Regions from separate parts of the Zea mays genome. Here region 1 is linked to region 2. The links are chromatin contacts, called in public Hi-C maps. All regions are on one chromosome and are shown on one strand. The core of a region is the stretch at or near the end of the contact, and the rest is flanking DNA. Distances in the headings are between cores, read along the strand shown.

The links. A called contact is a pair of places that touch in the nucleus more often than the background predicts.
Region 1: a contact with region 2 is called in a Hi-C map of ear, with 2.8 times the contacts expected there. The contact joins the promoter of LOC100279078 here to the promoter of LOC100274447 in region 2. A contact is called at or near these places in 6 of 25 Hi-C or Micro-C datasets (ear, endosperm, leaf and 2 more).

What each region holds. Positions count from the first base shown.
Region 1 is chr10:111,967,647-111,973,019 of Zm-B73-REFERENCE-NAM-5.0, forward strand. It overlaps LOC100279078 (Mediator of RNA polymerase II transcription subunit 30), which reads right to left and starts at 1,917. Exons shown (of 3, transcript NM_001152128.1): 1 at 1,469-1,917; 2 at 190-267. The coding sequence starts at 1,810.
Region 2 is chr10:111,751,083-111,756,793 of Zm-B73-REFERENCE-NAM-5.0, forward strand. LOC100274447 reads left to right here and starts at 2,514. Exons shown (of 18, transcript NM_001148806.1): 1 at 2,514-2,580; 2 at 2,741-2,871; 3 at 3,014-3,064; 4 at 3,218-3,305; 5 at 3,754-3,816; 6 at 4,743-4,854; 7 at 5,039-5,084; 8 at 5,163-5,225. The coding sequence starts at 2,803.

The DNA.
Region 1 (5,373 bases), core at 667-3,166, 220 kb after region 2:
CAGTATTTCCTCACTCTGTACTTAACTACTTATGAATAGAACATAAAAGAACTTGCCGCCTGAAGATAACAGGAAGACACGGCTTGGATTGCAAATGGGCAAATATAATTCACACAGCTGTCCAAACTTTGAGAGTAATATAATATAGTAGACTAGATTAAACTAACTAGAGAAATTACAGGGTAGCACCTTTCTCAAAGCAGAAGCATGCTCTTCCAATCTCTCAATCTCTGCATGGTCAGCTTCAGATTCTGTTGATCCAATGTCCTGACAAATTGAGTATGCATGAATTCTTAGAGAAGTCATACGTGGGACAGTGGGAAGGATAAGAAACCTAGATCAATTTCAACTAGCATTGACAAACTAATTTTATCTTGAACAGTGAGCAAAAATCAGGCTTGACCAATTAGGAATATGATGGGATAATATTAACCTTCTTCTTTTAAGGTAAGGTAAAGTCTTCTACATATAATGTGAAAAGCAAGTTCTGGTTAACTAAAATCCATGTTTGTTGCTATTTACTAGTTGGCTTTGTCCTTAATAATTCTCCCTTTGCCCATTTTCCTAGACACCTTTCGCTTCTCCTTTTGTCCAGAAGCCTTAGGCATATTAATTGGTTCTCCCCAGGCACGTTTTAAAATTTTGGTCGATAGTACCCCGTGCTTTGACATGCATGAATGCAGCAGACTCCTAAGTTGGTCCGGTGGGAAGAGGTTCATCAACCAGTAATTTAAGCTTGACTGGTAAATGATTCATTTTGATTGGATCCTAGGTACATGCCTTGAGATGAAACACACTCAAAACGAATGGATGGAGACAGTATCAAAGTCCATGCAGTAATCATGTTTCTTCAAAAAAAAAACAGAGAATAGTCAATCCTAGGTTGCCAATGATGTTCTTTTTAGGAAGACAAGATTGTTTTCTCAAAAATATCGGGGATGTTTGAATGCACTAGAGCTAATAGTTAGTTGGCTAAAAAACTACTAGTAGAATTAGCTAGCTATCTATCAACTAATTTGCTAAAAATAGCTAATAGCTGAACTATTAGCTAAAGTGTTTGGATGTCTTCAGCTAATTTTAGCAGCTAACTATTAGCTCTAGTGCATTCAAACACTCCCGATTGTCTAACATAGCACTACATACTTCTCGAGTTCACGTCAATATTTTTATCTTTATAATTGTGCCAGTGCCACCAAATATGGATCTCTCTATGAAAATAAAAAATTGCCAGCTTTGGAAATGGAAATTTGTTGGCTCCCTCGGTCCCTCCACACCAATGGCCACTAAAGCATTACAGGAATCGTTAGCATTGCAAATATCTAGCAGTCTCAAGAATTTGCTTTGGGCTCCCCTACATGAAAATGCCCTGCTTTTTTTTACAGCAAGTGCTATCTTTCATCACAGAAGAATGTGCCTAAAACACTTTTCCGCATGAGCGCCAGGAGCATAAGTTGCATCAAGGTCAAACCTGAGCGCAGGACGACACGGCAGAGATAGATGCCCGCAGCGCCGCCACGGCTGACTTGTAGCGGTGCCTCGCCTCGTCGAGCGACCCGCCGGGGCTGGGCGCGCCCCCTGCGTCGGCGGCGTCGGAATCTACAGAGTGTGGGGTCGGAAGAGTAGCAGAGTGATGGTGCTGGTAGCCAGCCGCAGCGGTGGCCGAGACGGATGAGGAGGACCAAAGGCCGGCGTTGCAGAGCTCGTCGTTCATCGATACGAGGATCTGGAACGAGGCTGCGATAGTCTCCTCCAGGTGCCGTTGCCCCTCCTCTGCCATCTCCTGCCGCCGCCGCGCCGCCTCCGATGCCATTGGGTGCACTCGCCGGAACCCTAGCTCGCCGCTAACGCCGATCTACCGCTTCTTTCAGCTCAGTCGTAGGCGTAGCGCGCCGAGAAGGCGAGAAAATACCTTTCCAGACCGCGGAGCAAGTAGCTGTTACTCCACTACTGGCAGTATGGGCCTGGCCACTGTTGCATGATGCCAAAGCGCTTTCCGAGCCCAGTATGAGCCGACACAGGTCGCCGAAGCCCAAGTACTCTCTTCCTTGATGGACCAGACCCAACTGCTATTACTAGGAAAAAATCCATTTTATCCTCCTCAACTATTGTAAAGATGATTTTTTTTTCTCCATCAACTGTAAAATCGCACACAGCTGCTTCCTCGTCGCACAAAATCGGACTCCTCTGGTTGTTTCTTTGGATGACAATGGGTACCCAAATATGAGATGGTAAAAACTCTTTTAAAACACGGGTATGACAAATTTTAATACACAGATATTTTGTTGGTCATTTTGTTACATCCATCGAGTATGGTGGGTGTGGGTATTGTTGGCGTCGATCTAGACACCAAACACTAGAGATGAACCGCCCAGCGGTGCTCTCTATGGAGATGCGGACGATCCGCGGCACAGGGTTGGACGGTCCGTGACCTGTGCGCAGCAGCGTCTCTTCCTCTGCGTACGTCCGGACGGTCCGCGACTGGGGCTCAGACGGTTCGCGATGGCGCAGAGGATCATCTTCTTCACAGCAGACCTAGATCTCGCCTCCCGGGAGGGATCCCGTCGGGGAGGAGAGATTCTAGGGTGTGTCTTGGGTCGGCAGGACACCTAAGACGCCTCTAGTCGACGTAGAGCCGAAGAGAGGTGGATATTTGAGGTAGAGGGAGGCTAAACTAGGACTAAACTAGAGTTATTCCTAATGCATTAAGTAAAACGATAAGTAGATTCGATTTAATCGATTGTGGTGGTTCAATTAGTCGTAGCCCTTCATCTATATAAAGGGAGGAGGTCTGGACCCGTTACAAGTCGGTTCTCGAGATAATCCTACAGGTTTAACTAACAAATCTCACAAGAAAATCGGAACCCTAACTGACTCTGCGCACGCGCGGACGGTCCGCGCCACTACGGCGGACCGTCCGGACCGCGGATCGTCCGGCCTTAGGGCCAGACCATCCACCATGCCACTTTCGATTATCATCATATGCCTCTGCCTTTTGGTGGAGGTTGACGAACCAAAAGCATATGTACTACTAGCATCCTTGGGGAAATACTAGATCTCACAAGTCACTTTATTCCCGAAGTAAGAGCTAAACCTGATGCAAGTCACCGACTTTTCAAGCCAATAGGGTGATTATTCAATAGAGCTCTAATGCATAAAGGTCGTTTCAGATTGCATCTTTATCGACCATGATCATCTGATCAATGCATCAAAAGGTATAAAATGGAGGTGCCCCTAGCCTGAATAGGCAAAGAAACTATGCATGTACCAAGGGTTCATCGTCGTACCATTCCATATTTGAAAAGGATAATATATCAACGATAAGTAGGAGGGTGGAAAGTATCCTGGCATCACCGAATGAATAGGGGATGCTTGTTGCGTCGCCTTTCGGAACGTTTTGTTCGGTCGTTTTCTTTGATGGCCGATCGTGTAGAACGGTCTTCTTGCCAGCATATTTGGCGAGCAATTGATTGAAAGTAGGGCCGACTTTTACCATCCGACCATGTGCGTTATGTTTGCTTTGCCCCCGTGTCTCTTTTCTCGCTTTGTGTGGAGGCTGACGCCCCTGGCCATCGGCGGACTGTCCGGGTGAGTCAGCCGGACCATCTGCATGCGCACCGGACTGTCCGCGTGCAGGTGCCAGACAGTCCGCGATGCTCGAGTCAGGGAGCTTTGCTCAACTGCTTGATTGAGTCTGCCCCCGGCATCTTCGGGCTTGTTAGTCTTTCTGTCCGGAGCTTTCCGAGCAATCTCTTCTTGTGATATATTCGACATGCGAGAATCGCCAATGACGATGTTTTTGCCTTTGCCTTTATCGGCTACTTCGGGCTGAACCAAGACCCTTTTGCTTGTGGGTTCTATTGTATTGATAGAGAATGGTTGTGTGTCCACTTGCATCTCCTGAAAAGCCAACCAACCCTCATTTATGGCCGATTGTATCTGTCGATGAAAATCATTACTATCATTGGTGCCATGGGAAAAAGAATTATGACACTTGCAATAAGCACGTCTCTTTAATTCATCCATAGGAGGAATAGTATGAATTAATTTAATGTTGTCATTTTAGTAGCTCATAAAATATTTTATCGTATTTGGCAACATTAGATGTAAACTTAACCTCTTCTTGTCGATTCCTTTTAACCTGTTGTAAATAAGAACATGTAGAAGATTTGGCATTTGTTGGCCAAACAAGATCAGCGGTATATACATCTATGGATTCATCATCTGAACTATCATGTTATACAAGATGTATAATATGGGCAGTCGAGTTTGATGTCTCTTTAAATCGGCTTTCATAGGCCAAAGCCCGCTGATATAGCTGAGCAATTGAAAAGAACTAGGTACCATATAATTTGTCTCTTAAGTAGGATAGCAACCCATTAAAAGTCAGCCCTTCTAACTCTTTGTCTGCGACATTGATTCGAAAACGTCGGTTTTTAGTGTCTCGGAACCTCCGGATACAATCATTAACCGATTCTTCGCGTCCCTGTCGGACTGAGGCTAAATCATCTAACCCTAATTCATATTCCCCGAAAAAGAAATGTTCATGAAATTTACTCTCTAAATCATTCCAGTAATTAATGGAATTAGGAGACAGGGCGGTGTACCATGCAAAAGCAGTACCGGTAAGGTATAAAGAAAATAAACGAACACGAAAAGCTTCCCCATCGGCCAATTCGCCTAGGTGTGCTAGGAACTGGCCTATATGTTCGTGTGTGCTTCTACCATTTTCACCAGAAAACTTTGGAATCATTGCCCCTTGTGAATATGGGACAGTGTCAAACCAGTAATCATATGACTTTTGATATGACTGCCCTACTCTGACTGCACTAACTCCGAGCCTATCGCGAAATAGTTCAGTCATCTCTTCCCTAATTTTCTCCATTGCGCCCGGTGGCAGACCACCGAACCCTAGGATGTGGGGCTCATTCAGTCGTGTATTGCTATACCGACCTTCTTGCCATGATCGATCGATGATGTTGATCAGCCTGTGATCATACGGTGCGTTGTGGTTTAAATATGTAGGGGTGGAACGTACTGCTACTGTAACACCCTGAATTTGGGGGTATAAAATTTATTCTCTAATATCTACCAAGTTTAGGTGCTACTCCTTTTCTCATCTCTATAGATTTCCTTTCTCTTCCTTTTAATAGAATTTTAGGTATTTATTTGAGAGGTGTGTTATTTCTTTAGAATATTAAAACCTACGGGAGACATGAATTGTTGCATCATGCTGAGCTCAAACTTTGTTTTTGGTGATGCACATGTTTGAAATATTTAAATTTGAATTTGTGGTTTGATTTTATTTGAATTCAAAATAGAAAATAAAAAGAAAAGGAATAGAAAATTCAGAAGAAAAAGAAAAACAGAAAGCAG
Region 2 (5,711 bases), core at 1,264-3,763:
TCCTTCGATACCGCACCGCGCGCCCACACGCCCGCATGCCAGCGCCCTCGAATCCCTCTGGTTTCGAACCGCTCGCACGCCATGAAATCCATCGCCGCGAAGTCTCTCCAGTTTCGAACCACCCGCAGGCCAGCCTACCACCCGCGTTCTGTATAGCAGTTCTGGAATTTGTACTGAAGGAACTTGGGAAATGCTGATAGTATTAATTCATCTTATCACCCATTCGTTACATGATGAATATTTTGGAATGACATCTCTGTTCGTGGTGTAATAACATCATTTGTAGGAGTAACATATTCTCATGTTATTACTTGATAAATTATGGTATTCTGATGCATGTGTGCATACTAACATAATTGAGGGGCCAATTGAATGTGTGAAAACATATTTACAGTGATTGTCATCTTATTGGCTCATAAATTCGGGCTCTTGGCACGTGTCGCTTATCACCTTAGTTGATATGAGCAACTAAAGCATATTTATTTTTATCTGGAACCGGTGAGCCATCGGAGGAGAGCTTGACCTGAGTGTTCACCGGGATACTGCAAGGCTTGTCATGCCAGCGCGCTCCAGAATCTCGAGGGTGTACTATCGTTGAGAGAGAACGAGGGACACACACAGTATAACACATATTATATATATATATATATAAGTTATCGTAGTATTATATGTTTCCGTTGCAACGCACGGGTACCTACCTAGTAATAATACTAATTAGGAAGTAGTAAGAAAAGCATCGATATCTTCGATGTTAGCCTATTAGGTAGAAGTAGGGGAAAGTTGTGGTAAGGGAAAAGTTTAGAGCAAGGAAAGCTTCCTCGAGATTAGTAAGGAAGGGATGCAGAAAGTTTGGTTTGTAGTTTAGCTCTTGGTTTCCAATTGATTCTAAAAATCAAAAGGTTTTTTAATACTTTTTGGCAGGTTGTAAGGGCATATTTAGCTATTAGGTAGGTTTCAAGATGGTTGGGGTGAGAAGACTAGGGCAAGGAAAGCTTTATCCCTGGTAGATCCTGATTAATTTGGAGATTTGGTTTTGACTCTTATCCTTCCTTGATGAAATTGAGCATATTGATCTATTCCTTCTCCGGTCTTGGTAAAGGTAGGTCAAAGTCTTGTTTGACTTTAGGTTGGAATGGATAGGTTATGCAACCTAATATGTAGGACATGTACTTGTATTTGGCCAAGTTAGGATACAGTACCAATTTATGGAAAAGTGAATTAGGCTAGCAAAGAAATTATAGGGTAGAGTTTTCTAGGGGTAGAGTCCAATTTGCTTGACTAATCTATTTTACGAGTGATAACAAATCTAGGTTAGTTAATCCTAACCTTTAGTTAGGTGCAAAGAAAGATGAATCAAATGAGGCGAGGACTTAGATTAGATTAGATATGTTTAGTTTGGATTAGATCTCACTAGATCAAATTTGATTAGATTGGGTCGATTAGGTAGATTAGATTAGTTTAACTATCCATCTAATTTGTTTATATATATGCATATATTTTTAAATTTTATTGTGGGTATAACTCCACAACACATCGCACTCAATCAAAGAAATTGTTGGGGACAATAATTAGGGGCAGCCAGATTACGCCCTTAAAACACGCTTAAAGAACTCTACCCAGGTGCATCCCCCGAGAACGAGCAACCAGAGCTCCGCCTCGCTCGATGTTCACGTCGAGGGCCCTCCCCAAAGCTCCGTTCCAACCGAGCCCCCCCGGTGAGGGTCTTCCGAAATCCCCGGCTCACCCAAGCTCGGTCTCAAGTAGGTCACATGCTCGGGGGAATCTCAGTCTCGCCCGAGGCTCCCTCACTCTAGGGCCACCATTTCCACCTCGCCCAAACCCATCTCAGGCGATAAAGACAAGGCATGCTCGAAGGCCAGCGGGGGACAACCGAATTCAATGCGCATACCTAACCTGCCCAGCTCTAGAGGTGTACAGTGGCAACAAGACTACGATCTTGTCAAAGATTCGCCTAAACACTATTTTTTCGTCCAAGGGTGCTCCCCGTGTGAGTTGCGGACCCCTGTAGCCTGCAGGCGTAGCGTTCGCGCCGAGGTTGGGCTCGGGGTGAAGCGTAGCTGTGCGGCCGGCGTGCGGAGCCTCGGGTGAATTGTGATTTGGTCCTGTATGACCTTGGAGGTCGGGAGCGCGTTTTGCCCTGTGATTCTCTGGTACTCGGGTGTTTTGGTATGTTTAAGTACATAATCTAGGTATCTCTAATTATGGTATCCGACAACTACTAACCAACAAATTTGAACCAAAAACTTAGTTTGTGTATAAAAATAAAAAGACAAGTTTTATTAAGGAGTAGATTGGACCAACTCAAACACACATGGAGGGGTAAATTAAACTAAAAATAGTTTAGGAGTTATATGAACATTGTGAATGGATAATGTGAGTAATTTAGACTTTTCTATTAAAAAATCGTTCCAACACTCAGTTTTTTAAAATATTGGTTCCATATCTCGCATCTGGGCAACCGAACACGACCGCCGTCTCTACTCCCAGTCCCAGCTGCCAAGGTCTTCGTCGCCTCGTCGGGCTCGGGTCCTTTGCCGGCGACGAGCGCGTGCACACCAGGTATGCCTGCCCCTTACCTTCGCTTCCTTCCGTGCAAAAATGAGCACCCGCGCCACAATTGAAGCTATTTGGCTATCTGTCTTAGGATCGGATCTGATCTAGTCACGAGTGTTTGCAGTCGTTTTTGAGTAATATCTTCCATTGTTTTTCTTGTGCCCAGAAGAATACAGTGGAAGTGGTATGCGGTTGTAAAACGATTTCGATTATTCCAAGCGGCCGGCGATGGCTCGGAGCCCCTGCGACCTCCGCCTCCTCCTCCTCGCTGCAGCTGCAGCTTTCATCTACATCCAAGTATGGAAGCCTACTTGGCCTTTCTTTTTGTTTCCCTGTACGCTGTCCAATCGAGTTCTCGGTGTCCTGGTCTCTGGATGCTATGAATTCATTCTATTTCCATCTCTATGTGTGAGCTATAGTTGACAGTCTCTCCGTTTAGGTGCGCCTCTTTGCTACTCAGTCCCATTATGCGGACCGTCTTGCGGAAGCAGTAAGTATTATTAATTGTCTCCCCTCCCTTTCTATCTCTTCTTCATCTACGCATTTCCAAGCCTTCCATCTCTCCGTGGACTCGCTGCAGGACTAGGATCGAAGGCATTCCATAACTCAAAAGTTGTTTACACCTGTAGTTTGCTCCATACAGGAAAGATCTGAAAATCAATGCACCAGTCAATTAAAGTCCTTGATCGATCAAGTCAGCATGCAGCAGGAGAAGATTGTAGCATTGGAAGGTACAAACACTTGAAACTTGCACCTCCATGTGATATTTTTTTGGACATTACAGTTACAACTCAAATCAGGCACATCTATGAGGTTGTTCAAATGCAATGTTTGCAAGATAGAATTGACTGTGATATGTAGTTCCTGGCACTGTCTTGGATATTTACTACTCAACTAATGCTAGCTGTGACTTCTATTTTGCTCTGTGGCTCTGCGCTCTGTGACAAAACTTGTGGCTTTTCCTGATGCTAAATTGTTATAATGCTCATCTTCACCAATCAACTCCTGAATAAACTTGTATATCTTGACACTGATCTGATCATGATAGTAGAGATATGATTTTCCCTGCTTTACGAAAATTCCTTCTATTCCTTCTGAGGCGTTGTCTGCTTTTGTGTATTATCTTGACTGACAGATCTAGTGGGTAATTAACATTATAAAATTTCGGTGATGCAACAGAGATAAAGGTACGGCAAGATGAAGAACGTGCACATCTGAGGATTTTGATAAAGGATCTTGAAAGTATGAACCATCACCTTCTTCTAGCATTTGATTATTCATTTTGTTGGTTAGCCTTGTCCTCAGTTGAATTTCTTTGTCCTCCAACTGTTTCAGTTAAGATACGTGGAGTAGGCCTTTTAGGTTGTAGGGTACTACATCATTCACCCATCAGAACCTTGCTCTACTGGAGCATTATGCACATTATGAACTCCTGCCCCACCCATACACATCGGCACCATAGCCTATGTGAGAACGACCACTACCAGGGCTAGTCCTTAGACCTGCGCTTTGTCGTGGGGATAGATGAGGGGATTTTTTAACCCTAGTATGAAATTTGCTCCCACGGAGAGTCGAACTCAGGACCTGAGGAGTGCTACTCAGACCACCTAACCAACTCAGCTAGAGGCCCTTCCTCTCCCTCTTGAAATTAACGTTCTTTTCAGGAATTCAAATATCGTTTTCTATGAGTTGTATATGTGAGAATATTTTGAACTTTGTGTAGTATATGTATAAATCTGAGTAAAGTATGTTTGAAAATAGAATTGCAACAAATGGATCATAGTAAAATTTGCTAAATGTTATTGTCCAAATGCCAAATTACAGAAGTGAGACCTCTGGTACATAAACCTTCCAGTTAAGGGGGTGTTTGAATGCACTAGAGCTAATACATAGTTGGCTAAAAAATTACTAGTAGAATTAGGTAACTAATAAGTAACTAGCTAATTTACTAATAATGGCTAATAGTTGAACTATTAGTTATAGTGTTTGGATGTCTCGAACTAATTTTAGCCACTAACTATTAGCTTTAGTGCATTCAAACACCCCCTAAGATCTGCTTCTTGGGTCAGAAATTGTATATTTTCTTAACTGTAAACTATTTTTCCTTTTATGTATATTCTACCCTTGTATACTTTCTAACCGTTTATTTAACATTTCTGTTGATGCAGAAAGGAGTGTGCAGAAGCTACTAGACAAGAATGTGGTTCCCGTTGCTGCTGTTGTCATAATGGCTTGCAATCGACCAGACTATTTAGAGAGAACAGTTGAATCTATCCTGAAGTATGGTTCATGTCTGAATCATTCATTTTCAAAAGGCAAAAAAAAAACTATTCTATTCTTGATTTCCTAAAATGTTTCCTAATTTGGTACTAGAATCCACCTAGTGTTGATCATTTGTAGTGTTTAGCTCGTTGTAGCTTGGTGCATAGAGCCCCTTTCTAAATGAGTGATGTATATGTTCCAGGTATCAGACATCAGTTGCTTCGAAGTTTCCGCTTTTTATATCTCAGGTACTGGCAATACCAATTTCTTTTCTTGGGCCCATGAAGTGTGTGGGGAAGTCCTTTTTTCATTGGTTCTTGTCACAGGATGGAGCAAATGGAGCTGTGAAGAATAAAGCTTTGGAATATAAACAAATAACATACATGCAGGTGTGGAAATAAATGTTCTGTTATTCTTTTCGAGCTCTTTTATGCTTACTTAACTTGTACTGTAGAACAGTGTTAGATATTTGTCGAATATGTACAATTTGGTGACGCTACGACTTGAGTTGTATTCGGGGCTGGGATAGAGTTGGAGTCGAACTCTGTAGTCTAGGTGGCCATAAACATGAGGCAACCCCAATTGTAACCTTGAGATGACTTGGCGGTTGGTTTGGCTGGTGACAAGGCTGCGGGAGCGCCCTGTGCCTGGATGACAGTGTAGCTGCTGTTTTTATGGGGAGGAGTGCCCGTAGTCATGCCGAGGATGTAGGCATATCGCCGAACCTCATTAAAAAACAGTGCCTCGGTGTCGTTCTCATTTGTGTATTTTCTTCTATGGTGGTTATGCTTCCATGTTCGTCGGTTAGTAGATCTGTATGGGTCTGGATCTAACCATGTACCCTGACACCCAGTTTTTTTTTTCGAGAATAACAA